2 separate regions of the Mus musculus genome follow, and region 1 is linked to region 2. The links are chromatin contacts, called in public HiChIP or PLAC-seq maps. All regions are on one chromosome and are shown on one strand. The core of a region is the stretch at or near the end of the contact, and the rest is flanking DNA. Distances in the headings are between cores, read along the strand shown. Region 1 overlaps Gm33728 (a long non-coding RNA gene). Region 2 overlaps Ahi1 (Abelson helper integration site 1).

Region 1 (5,348 bases), core at 1,060-3,559, 250 kb before region 2:
AGCCTCTCAGATTTCTGATTTATAAAAATACATTGTAATAAGCATGCGCTGTCTTAAACCACCAAGTTTGTATAAATCTTTTACACAAGCCGTAGAAAAGAAATATAATCAATATTGGATGTTTTTTATTCTGCTATTGTTTATATTATTTTTCTTTATACACACTCTCATTTATTTTTAATGCTAAATAATAGCATACATTTTAAAATGTCGTTTTATATTTCACACATTACCATCAAAACTTCATGTAATTTTTTTGACTAAGCTGCAATATACACAGCTGCCCCCAGTTAATGTTTGTGCTAGCAGTGACAAGAGCAGCGTGATTGCTACGTCGCTGCCAATGGCTTGAGGGCTATAAACTGCACCCCAGTTTTAGAAATCTTAAGATGTAAGCAAACACAATCTATGAGAAATGGAAGGTGGCATTAGGCAGGACAGTTCCTTTCCCTGTGCTCAGTGACCTTATGTTAGGGCCCCTGACTAAACCTGTGGACTTCTTTTGTAGACAAGGAAACAATATCTCCCCATAGCTTCATCATTAAGGTCTTGCCACCTCCTTTGTCTTTGTCCTCTCCTCCTTTATCTATGTCCAGTAGGTTAGGACTCTCCCCCGACCCGTTTTGTTTCCTGTATTTTTAAACCTATATTTTTAAAGCTCTGTTACTTTAACAACCTCTGTATTCCAGCCCTAGCTGTCGCTTCTCTTCTTCCCTTGGCCTTGTCAATGGCATGTGGTTGACTTTATAGAGTCTTATTTGCATCATTATTACTGAACCACTACTTCCTGAGCATTCACAGAAATCTCTCCTTCCACTCTGTGGGTCCCAGGGATTGAATCCCCAGTGTGAATCCCCAGTGTTAAGGCTGGATGGCGGATGCCTTTACCACTGAGCCATCTCACTGACCCATTTCCCCCAACGTTTAATTGCTAGCAGCTTTTCTTAAAATACTAAAAACATTTTTGTCTGGTCTGTAAAGATCACATTGATGCTGTTGACTGCTAAACCACGCCATCAATTCACAGTGGGTTACTTGGTTGATCGTTCTTCCTCTATGCATACCTGTGTTCTAATATTCCATTAGAAGTGAGTGTAAGATTTGGTGTCTCCATGAGACCTTTATCAGCCAGTCCAGTTCTCGGTGGGTACCTCTAACCCTCATGTTAAAGTCTCTCCAAGTTTTCTGACGTAGGTAGCTTCATGCCCTAAGCTACAGCAGACAGTTAATCTTAGTGGCTGTGAGACTCTTCCATGGCCTATATAATGCTACGATGACATCATGTTCACCCTTGTGCTACTTTCCTCTGAAAGGTCAGCTCGGCCTTTCCACTTCCAGAAGAACTCCACCAGACTGCACATATTGTTCAAATGTCTGGATGACTGCATTAGCTCTGAGCCTTACCTCGTTCCAAGCTCTTTGATGAGATGAGATTTTTTTTCATCCTAGGTTCTGAGTTCTCTGTTGCTGTGGGACCCGAAAAAAAGCCAGCCAGTAACTATGAGCTTCTATTTCCTCACTTAAAAACCATAGAAAACCATCCGAGAAGAGGACGAGTGAAGTGCCTGGCAAGAGGTCAGTCCTCATTAAGTGTTTATTATTTACACACTGTTCATTTATGAGCTTTGATCCCATCCAGTCCCCGCCATTCTGTCCACAAGGACATAAAGGCTGCTTGTTACATTAATTATTCCGACCATAGACTGGTGTAAGTCTAATCTTTGGACTGGTTTGTTGCTCACCACAAGGACCACAGCTAATGATATGCTATCCAGTTGACAGACACTCCCACAGGCTGCTGCTTTGTTCCTGAGATATTGAAGGAAAACAGCATCATCTCTTCACTCTGCCCTTTCTTTGCCACCCAATCACACCTGCCTCCTTAACAAAGGACTCTGCGAGGTGCGAATGAGAGAAACCGTGAATACACCTTATGTGCACTGCCAAGTATTTCAGCCTATGTTCTGACTACTCAAAAGTTCCTACTCACAATGCTACTTTAACTCATTGCTTTCTCAAATGCAATGAACAAGAGTCTTCAGACCATCCTCAAAGGGCAATCGTTTACTGTCTTTGTGAGCAAACTGGTATTGGCTTTTTTCTATAGTCAAAGGGAGCATGCTCAGATACAAGTAGCCTTCCCTCGCAGAAGTAGTCTGCCTTCTCTTCTCACTTTTCACACTAGGCCATCCTGTTTATGAACTGAATATCTTATGTGTCTGCACACGAGACAGAGTGGAGTGGGAAAGGTGCTGAGGAGGTCACATGACAAGGGATTCACATACATACATATGATCAACCCTGTGAAACATGGAGACCACAGGGTTATATCTCTAGTGTACTGAATCTTCTAGAGATGAAAGCCCCAGCCCCAGAAAGTCATGACAATTTGCGAAAAATCTGGAGGCAGAAGAAAACCACCAAAGGATATTCTTTTGTAAAAAGTATATCTCTGACCACATAGCACTGTGACTCATAGTAAAATGGCCCTTGGTGATTCTCACTGCCACTTATTCTTCTTTAAGCGTGATAATTATCTTTACTGCTTAAATTAAGCTTTTCTTATTTCCAAAAACAATCTTTTAAAATGCTTGAGGCTTTGTTGGATTTTTTTTTATTCCATTGTTTAATGTAAATAAGATTAAATATCCTGAGCCTTTCAAGTCTAACATGAGACCGGGTTACGCTTTTGTAATGTGGGATGTCTTCTTAAGTTTCCATTCTAGGTCAATTTTGGAAGAACAAAAACTTTTTTTTAAAAAAAGTTCATATTAGCTATAAGGCACACAATTTCAAGATGTAGTGTAGCAACGCGATTTCAAAGCACCTCAGAGAGCGAACACTTAGAGGAAAGCGCGGGGGGGGGGGGGGGATGGGGGGGGGGCGTCATGCATCTTGGAGAGATTTTCAATGCCTTTTCTTAAACAAGTACTAACCAATTTCAAAACCACTATCAATTTCATACTAAATGAGTTTTGACATGTGTGTGATTATGGTTGTATTTTCAGGGAAAATGGCCTGGCCTGGGGCAGCCAACCTCCTGAAACACTAACCACTTCAGCTCTTCTCACTCTATTAGATCTTTAATGAGTTAATTCATTGGCTGTGTGGTTGCCGATGCACCTGAACTCTTGACTAAATAATTGGCTCTACATTTTAAAATCTAAAAAGTCTCTCATTAGGGGAAGACGCTCACACAGTCTAAGAGTAGCAAAAGCTACCTTCCGTATCCCGCAGCCCCAGAGTATGGCCCTTAATGTCTTTGTAAGTCCACCCAGCAGCATACCTGGCAGGGAGCTCAGTATCCTTTCTGAATTACAATGAAGAAATATAATAATCAACCAAACTGGGGGAAACATGTGCCCATGCATATTCACCTTAAAACTCCCATCCGACTTAGCAGACAGAAATCCTTATTTTGCCAAGAACTTCATTATTTAATTAGTCAGCATTTCGCAACCTAGCAGCAGATATTTCATTATTTAATTAATTAGCATGTGCTTACTCATTCGAGTTGCATGTTAGTGCACGTACTTAGTGTTTCCTCCTAAAACAGGACTGTGTTTTCTGACTTTATAAACCCCTAATGTACATTTTATACCTGATAACCTAGGCAGCTCTCTCTCTCTCTCTCTCTCTCTCTCTCTCTCTCTCTCTCTCTCTCTCTCTCTCTGTGTGTGTGTGTGTGTGTGTGTGTGTGTGTGTGTGTGTGTGAAAGACAGAGACAGACACAAAGAGAGAGACACACAGAGAGAGAAGAGACATGGACGATTACAAAGAGTTTAAAGTGTTAATAGAGAGTATTAATGTTAGAGGACTTGAAAGTGACAAGATAACAATTCCAGAAAACATCTATTATTGTCTTGTATGACAGCATTTTGTTTTGTTTTGTTTTGTTTTGTTTTGCACTAATGTGCAAACTCAGGACCTTGTACATGCTAGTCTAAGGCTCTGTATTTGCTCTGCAAATAATGTACTTGAAACAAAGGGTTAAGACACTTAGACAATCATTATATTTTGAGAGTCATTTTTAGATTTGACCCTAATTATTTGACCCTTATTCTTTAATCTCTATTACAAAACACTTAGTGAGACAACAAGAGGTGGAATAATAAAAAATAGCATTTCTAGATGGAATGCTTTCAACTCCCCCCCGCAACCCCATCCCCATCATGAACTCAGCTGTGAGTCCTGAACAAGGTGATATCACTGATCCGTTTTCAGGCGAATGTAGATTCAACAGAACACCAGGTGATAGAAAGTCCTAATATTTTAATATGTACACAGGACCACTTCTTAGAGGTGTAGGCTGCAAGGAACCACATGTGAACGGAACGTGCAGAAACAGAGCGGTAGCTCTGTCCGTTTCCACTTACCCATGTTAAGTAATTAGCCATGTCTGTCTGACTGTCTGTTCTTTGATGAGCACACGTGGCACTAGAGAGTTACTAGAGATCCAGGAGAGAAGGCTCACTGCTCTCACAGAGGACTCGTGCCCAGTTCCCAACACCAGTTCCCAGCAGGCCGCTCAGCTCAACCTCCTACCACTCTAGTTCCAAGGGCTCTGATATCCCCTGGCCTCTGAGGACACCTGTGGTGCCCACAACGCAGGCAGGCACAAATACATACACATAATAAGTAAATGCTTTTAACGTGCCGAATGCTGCTTTAAACACGTTACGGACAGTTCTCCTAAAGCCCCCTAATATGTTTTGACTTAAGCATTGTTCTGGTTCCATTGTACAGATAAAGAGTCAGGAACCCAGAAAAATTAAAGCCAATGTCCCAACAGTTAGTACATGCGGAGGTAGGGTCTGGGCCCAGACTTTTGGATTTTTACATTTCTAAATTGCAATAATAAACATAGCACACTGCAGGCAGCAGAATAAAGGTTTGATGCACAGGTTCATGGCAGCCATGGACTGTAAGCCAAACCAGTAAGCCACTGCCTCCAAAATAAACTGAAGCCTTTAACTTGTGTTTGCTGGGGATGGTCCGAACCTCAGTGAACTAAATAAACCAGAAAGATCATTACGCCTCGCTGTACAGCTTAGGAGTTAACAGCTTGGAGAAGTTAGCAGGCTCCCTGAGCCTCAGTTTCTTCATCAATGAAATGGGGTGTTTAATAGCCTGAGAAAAGAAGTTATGGGGGCTATAGATAATAAAGCACCAGAGAAAGCAGTGCATGGTCATCACATGGTTAATAACAACACTGGTAATTATGATTATGATTCTCATTAGCTCCAAAGCACACCTGTAGCTGAGGGAACAAACGGAGCCGGAACCTCAGTCTTCAGATCTCTAAGCCAGCCCATCCACTGTTGTTCTCTGGCATAACTGGAGTAAAT
Region 2 (6,089 bases), core at 1,407-3,906:
CAGTTCCCCCGGTTCCCCGCATCTGTCCGCCTAGAGCCCCGGAGCTCTGGTGGGACGTGGGTCATTTCTCCCATCCCCTTTATTTCCCCACGACTGGCGCCCGACAATGGTGTAATTTTCTGAAAGGATGAAAATTATAATATCTGAATTGGACTTTTAATCACATATGGAAGACATTAAATGATACATACGCTGTGGGTATTAAATTTATATCACCTAGGTATTATCCTGTGAAGACATTAGTCAGGCAGCCTGAAGTCAAATGGTAGTTTTACCCACAACTCTGTGACCTTAGGAGAGTTACTTCATTCTGTGGTGCCTTGGTTTCATCATCCATTAATAGTGACAATAATGAGATTTTTTCTCAAGTATTTGGGAAGTATTCTATAAGAAAGTACTTGATCTTAGCTATGACTGCCACTGTTCTCAATAATCCCAAATTCACTAGTGGTGCCATCTTATATTTTCATAAAATTCAAGAAATAACTCTTGGGCTGGTGAGATGACTCAGCAGGTAAGAGTACTGACTGCTCTTCTGAAGGGCCTGAGTTCAAATTCGAGCAACCACATGGTGGCTCACAACCACTTGTAATGAGATCTAACGCCCTCTTCTGGGGTGTCTGAAGACAGCTATAGTGTACTTATGGATAATAATAAATCTTTTAAAAAAGAAAAAAGAAATAACTCTATTCTGTAAGAAGTTTAATTCTTAATGCAAACACACACTGCCAAAGTCTATGCTAAACACAGTGCCTTATAAACACTATAGGCAATTAGCAACTTGAGAGATGGGGTCTCTAGCCTTGGAAGCTCTGTGTACCCAAGGATGACCTAGAAGTCATGACCCTCCTGTCTCTACCTTCCAAATACTGGGATTCCATGCATGTGCCTCCATGCTTGCCTGTAACAGAATTTTATGAACTTAAATGTGTCTATGTCCCTGAACTATGGGAGAGCATGCCACACTGTGAAAAATAAAGCTACCAGCATGACAAAGCAGATCACCGGTCTATTTCTGACTAGATCGTTTCCAGATCACTGAATTCCAGTTCTAAAGTCCTTGTAGAAGTCATTGTAGAAATGGCTTTTAGTTTGACTAAAGGTTGTCGGGTGTGTAATCACCTCTGTAAACAGGAGAAAGGACCAGCAATGAGCAGGTAAACTGAGTCCAACCCTTGGGTTTACAGCTCAAGTGAGCCTGGTGCATAACAGGTGCTGGGAAAGGTCTGCACTGCCACAGAAAGGGACACTGCCACCTAGTGAGAACTCAGGCTCATTACCTGGGGTTAGCAATTTTAAGAGGTTGCCAAACAGACTTGACTCTACTTAACATACACAGTCATGTATGTCAGCATTCAGGCTAGGTGCTGATAATAAACAAATAAACAAGCCTACATCTTTGCTTCCTACAAGGTATAAAAATTCCACAAAAATTACATATTCCAGAGAAACTGATACTATAGAGAAAAGTTTTACCATTTGAAACCTAATATAGCAGGTCGTTTGCTAATAAATTTAGAAGGCAAATAAGAGTATAAATTTTGGCTGAGCGATAGTGGTGTATGCCTTTGATCTTAGACAGAGGCAGGTGGATCTTTGAGTTCCAGGGTAGACTGACCTATGGAGTGAGTTCCAAGATAGCCAGGGCTACAAAGAGAAGCCCTGCCTCAAATAAACAAAACAAAACAAAACACAAACAAACAAAACATAAACCAGTTCTCAGTGATTCAACTCCTAGATCCTGTAAAACTGTAAAAACACTTATGTCATAAAACCATAGTGAAAAATTTTAAACAGATATATTCATAGTGTTAATACATAGTGCTGTTAGGTACTAATAATTCTTAAATGTGCAAAAACATCCTAGAGACATAAGTAGACAAACACTGTTTAATAACAGAATATTTATTGCTAACGCCTGGCTTCATGGAGTTAATTCAGCAGAAACCGTTTCTCTGAGATGTACTTTGTTGTGGGAACCCTCGATGCACATTATTTGTGGTACGCGGTGACTAAACTTTGTATTACTAGATGATTAACCCTTTCAAAATCAGACAAATAAAACTGCCTTCTGAAAGTAAAAATTACACTTCTTACAAAAAAAAAGCAAAACTTCAGTAGAACGAGGGACTCAAAGACCACAAGCTGAACATGCGCTCAGCAGGAGAGACCCTTGCTGACTCTCACAGATTCTGCTGGGACGGAAAGACGGCTGATACATTTAGCTACCACTGTGGTCTCGCTTGGAGCTGATTTAACTTACAAAAAAAAAAAAAAAAAGAACTTGCTTCTTTTTCCTTGAATATTTCAGAAGCTATTTTAAAAGTAACTTAGCTGTTCTGTTTCTTTTGAACTTTTTATCATTAAAACTCAGTAAAACCACATGTGAACTTCATTCTGAGAAAACACAGTTTGAGCAAAATATCCATGTGTTAAAAAAATATAGGGCAAAACTGTAATAGGTTAATTAAACATTAAAAATTTTAGTAAAAAACTAATGATTATTTGAACTACTGATTGTAGCCTATATTCAATGAGTAAAACACTCAGAGACTAAAATAACTCTCATTTGTTTTGTACCTATACCACTAAAAAGAGTTGTGCCAGATTTTAGATGTCTTGAAGTTATCTTACTTCTTCCTAAGCTTCCCCTTTTTAAAAATAGGCGACAAAGAGCCTGGGAAATATGGTGAAACATTTTGAGCTTTAAACATTTTTTTTTGGCAAGGTATATGCATTTATCAAAAATTGTTTTAAATGTGTTACATAAAATAAGTAATTCCATATTCTGTTATTCTCATATCATCATTTCTGAGATGCTCACCCAAATCCATGCTCCTGCATCTAAGACAATGTGGCTCTAACGTGCGTTAGCTGTGTGTATTAAATGCAATACAGTTGGCCAGGTATGGCATCCGGGTTAGTGGATAAATGGAAAAGGCTGAGTAACGGTGTAAAGGGAGAAACATCATCTTCTCAACTCCACAGACAAGTGCTTGTGAGCACGGTAAAGTGTGGATTCCTGTACCCTGACTGGCTACTGGTAGATGAGCTTTATAAACACAAGTGTTAATTCTGGGTCTTCTAGTAGAGCGCCTTTCACTTCACAAGGCTCCCTCACAGCCACCGGCTCATTCCTTGGAGCTCTTGATGAAAGGATGGAGGGTCAGAAGGGCAGGGGGCATTAGCCAAGGTCCCTAAAGTGACCACAACAGGAACCTGAGCTCCATGCCACTGTCCAGCTAAAGCCACTTGCTCTTCTGAGTCAGAAAGCCCTTCTAGCAACAGGAAGCTACTGAAGGACAAGACAGAGCGGAACTTAGCTAATCTTTGCAGTGAAAATTTCAAAAGTCTAAAAGAAAGCAAATTATAAACTGAATGAAGATGGTTGTGAAATCTCCTAAGAGTCTGAGGCAATAACTGTGCTTTCTTTTCCTGGAGAATAGTTCCAATTGTACAGTAATGGCCATGATTCTCCTTGTCTATGGGAAAAGTAGGATGGGGCAAACAGTTGTTTCAGGGTACTCATTACAATGAGACAAGACTGGGCGCTGACTGAAGAACTCAGTAACAGATGCAGTAGCAGCCCTGCCAACAGCTGCTAATGAATGGAAATGGCAGGCATTGCCTGGAAACTCTATCACTAGCAACAGCATCTTATAAACTTGGGTATAAGTTGCAGAAACCATTTCTTCTCTATAAGGATCAGTAAGATAAACCTTCTTTTTCTGCATTCTTTAAGACAATTCACTGGAAAAATGCATAATGCACTCTGTACCATGAACAAAACCTTCAGGTTTATGATAGCTCAATTGTCTAATCACATCTATCAGAGCATTAGATAAGCCAACATGTAGTGATTTAATAAATTTAGCTTTGTTATTCCATTGAAGCATTTGTTCATAGCTATATTACTATAACATATACAAATGTATGCCGACATGTGTATAAATAGCATGCATGTATGCTATGCTAGCTTACAAAAATACTGAATCATGTTATGTCATAATCAACTAAAGCAAAGAAACTAATAAAGATCTTATATTTTTATACAACTATATATGAAGGTTATAAAATATTGATTTTTGAGAAAGATTAACAACTAGAAAAGAAAAATACTAATTTCAGAATAGAAAATAAGTATTTAAGAAACAAGATAAACCCCAATTATTCTCAGAATGCATCTTAATTCCTAAAAAAGTAGATCCAAAGTTTTATCATCCTTACGGTAGGCATACGGAATCTTTACAGTTGAGAACATCAGACTCCATTTTCATCACAGTTAAAAATCTATCTATCTCTTATATTAAATTTTCCTAACTAAAATTTACCAAAGCTATTTGCTTAAAAAAAATAAAATCACAGAATATGAAATTAGGTTAAACCAGCTTGCTGTCTTGTAATCCTAAAACTCAGGAGCCAGAAACAAGAGGGCTGCCTTAAGTTCAAGGCTCCCTAAACTTACAAAATACATTCAAAGCTAGCCTGAGCTACAGAGATCCTGTCTCAAAACAAAACAAAAAAGTCAAAACACATAAATAAAAACCTCCAAACCAAACAAATCTCCTAACATACAAATAAGACCCAAATAACAAAACAACTCACTATGCAACTAAAACATTTTTAAAGTTCATATTTTGTGAACCACTTAAATTAAGTTGATACAGTCCTAATTCTATATGGATTTCATTTATTTATTTTGATTCCAACACAGTACAGTCATGTGTTTTCTTTTTCTTTTTTTTTTTTTAAGATTTATTTATTTATTATATGTAAGTACACTGTAGCTGTCCTCAGACACTCCAGAAGAGGGAGTCAGATCTTGTTACAGATGGTTGTGAGCCACCATGTGGTTGCTGGGATTTGAACTCCTGACCTTCGGAAGAGCAGTCAGGTGCTCTTACCCACTGAGCCATCTCACCAGCCCCACATGTTTTCTTTTTAAGACAGGTTTTTATATAGCCTAAGGTAGGTTTCAAACCAACACACAACAGAGGATAATCTAAACTTCTGACACTCCTGTTTCCACTGTGAGCCTAGGTAGTAGGCGTTTACACTAGGTTTACACTAGGCCCACCCTAGCTATGCACCATCATATCCAATTCCTGTGGCGTTGGTAGTCAAAGGCAAGGCTCCACACATGCTAGCTAGGTCAGTACTTTATCAAGTGATCTCTAAGGCAGCCTCGTTATATGCACTTTTGCTAACATCTAAATTCCATGCTCATAATGCATAGAAAATAATGAAATGTTCAAACATCCTAGAAACAACCTATGCCATCTTGTGGCTCTTTCATATAATATATTCAAAAAGGCTATGTTACTTGAAATAATTATTAATAGATTTTATAGTGCTCCTGATTCCTGGCCCATTATAAATGTAAACATTACTTCATTTACATCAAGTAGTGGACTTACCCTGGAAATCATAAATATAAAGAAGAATCGGCTCGCTCTGTCCAAAGGCACAGAAGGCAACCATATTCTCCAGGGGGTGGTAAGAGATGTCTCGGATTGTGGACTTGAATGGCAGGTCAGAGTACATTGCCACTTGTTCTCCTGAGGAAAAGAAAGGCAGCAACTGTACGACAGCACACGCTTCTCATCCAAGGGTATTCTGTATCCTCGTGAAGATATTTGGAGTAATGATGAGGCTTCCATTATTTACATGAAACAAATACTTCTAGGTATTTGAGTGCCACTGTGGTGGATACTTATCTGCACTCTGTATTCTGCTGGCTTCTTTGTAGGTTTAGCTCACTCTCTTCAATGTTTTGTGGAACAAAGTACATAGGAAGTGTTCTGATGGAAACGGAGAGGTGTGTGTGACTGAGAAAAGTGTGCAAATTGTAGCTAACAAAGAATTTGGCAAAAGTGGGGAGGGATTATAAAACTCGTAATTGAGGAAACTCAGGTGAGTTTCTATTTTATTTTTTTCTCCTGGAGGCTGAGGTGCTAACTGCTTGAAAAGCTGCTAGAAGATGCCACCAGTGGATGTCATCAGAAGTCGTCTAAGGCATCAGGGATTTTCACAGGAACATTTCATTACCAATCAAACCATATCTCTCATGTTGACCATGTATCTACATA

What was found. HiChIP or PLAC-seq counts read pairs in DNA pulled down with a chosen protein or histone mark.
Region 1: a CTCF HiChIP or PLAC-seq map of CD8 T cells shows a contact between it and region 2, with 7 read pairs. The contact joins two enhancer-like sites. A contact is called at or near these places in 4 of 15 datasets of contacts at CTCF or cohesin (CD8 T cells, large pre-B cells, pro-B cells and 1 more), 2 of 484 Hi-C or Micro-C datasets (both in the G1E-ER4 cell line) and 5 of 115 datasets of contacts at active chromatin or transcription factors (CD8 T cells, T-cell acute lymphoblastic leukemia, acute myeloid leukemia and 2 more).

Annotation. Positions count from the first base shown.
Region 1 is chr10:21,242,177-21,247,524 of GRCm38.p6, reverse strand. It overlaps Gm33728 (a long non-coding RNA gene), which reads left to right. Exons shown (of 4, transcript XR_380155.3): 2 at 1,450-1,575. Among named protein-coding and RNA genes, the nearest start is that of Gm33728, 7.4 kb to the left of the region's middle. Within about 2 kb of position 2,309, at least 21 of the 459 cell types and tissues checked have an H3K27ac peak or open chromatin away from gene starts, as enhancers often do. A contact at or near this core is called in CD8 T cells and double positive thymocytes, where this site is marked.
Region 2 is chr10:20,988,013-20,994,101 of GRCm38.p6, reverse strand. It overlaps Ahi1 (Abelson helper integration site 1), which reads right to left. Exons shown (of 24, transcript NM_026203.3): 15 at 5,418-5,558. Among named protein-coding and RNA genes, the nearest start is that of Ahi1, 39 kb to the right of the region's middle. Within about 2 kb of position 2,656, at least 40 of the 459 cell types and tissues checked have an H3K27ac peak or open chromatin away from gene starts, as enhancers often do. A contact at or near this core is called in CD8 T cells and double positive thymocytes, where this site is marked.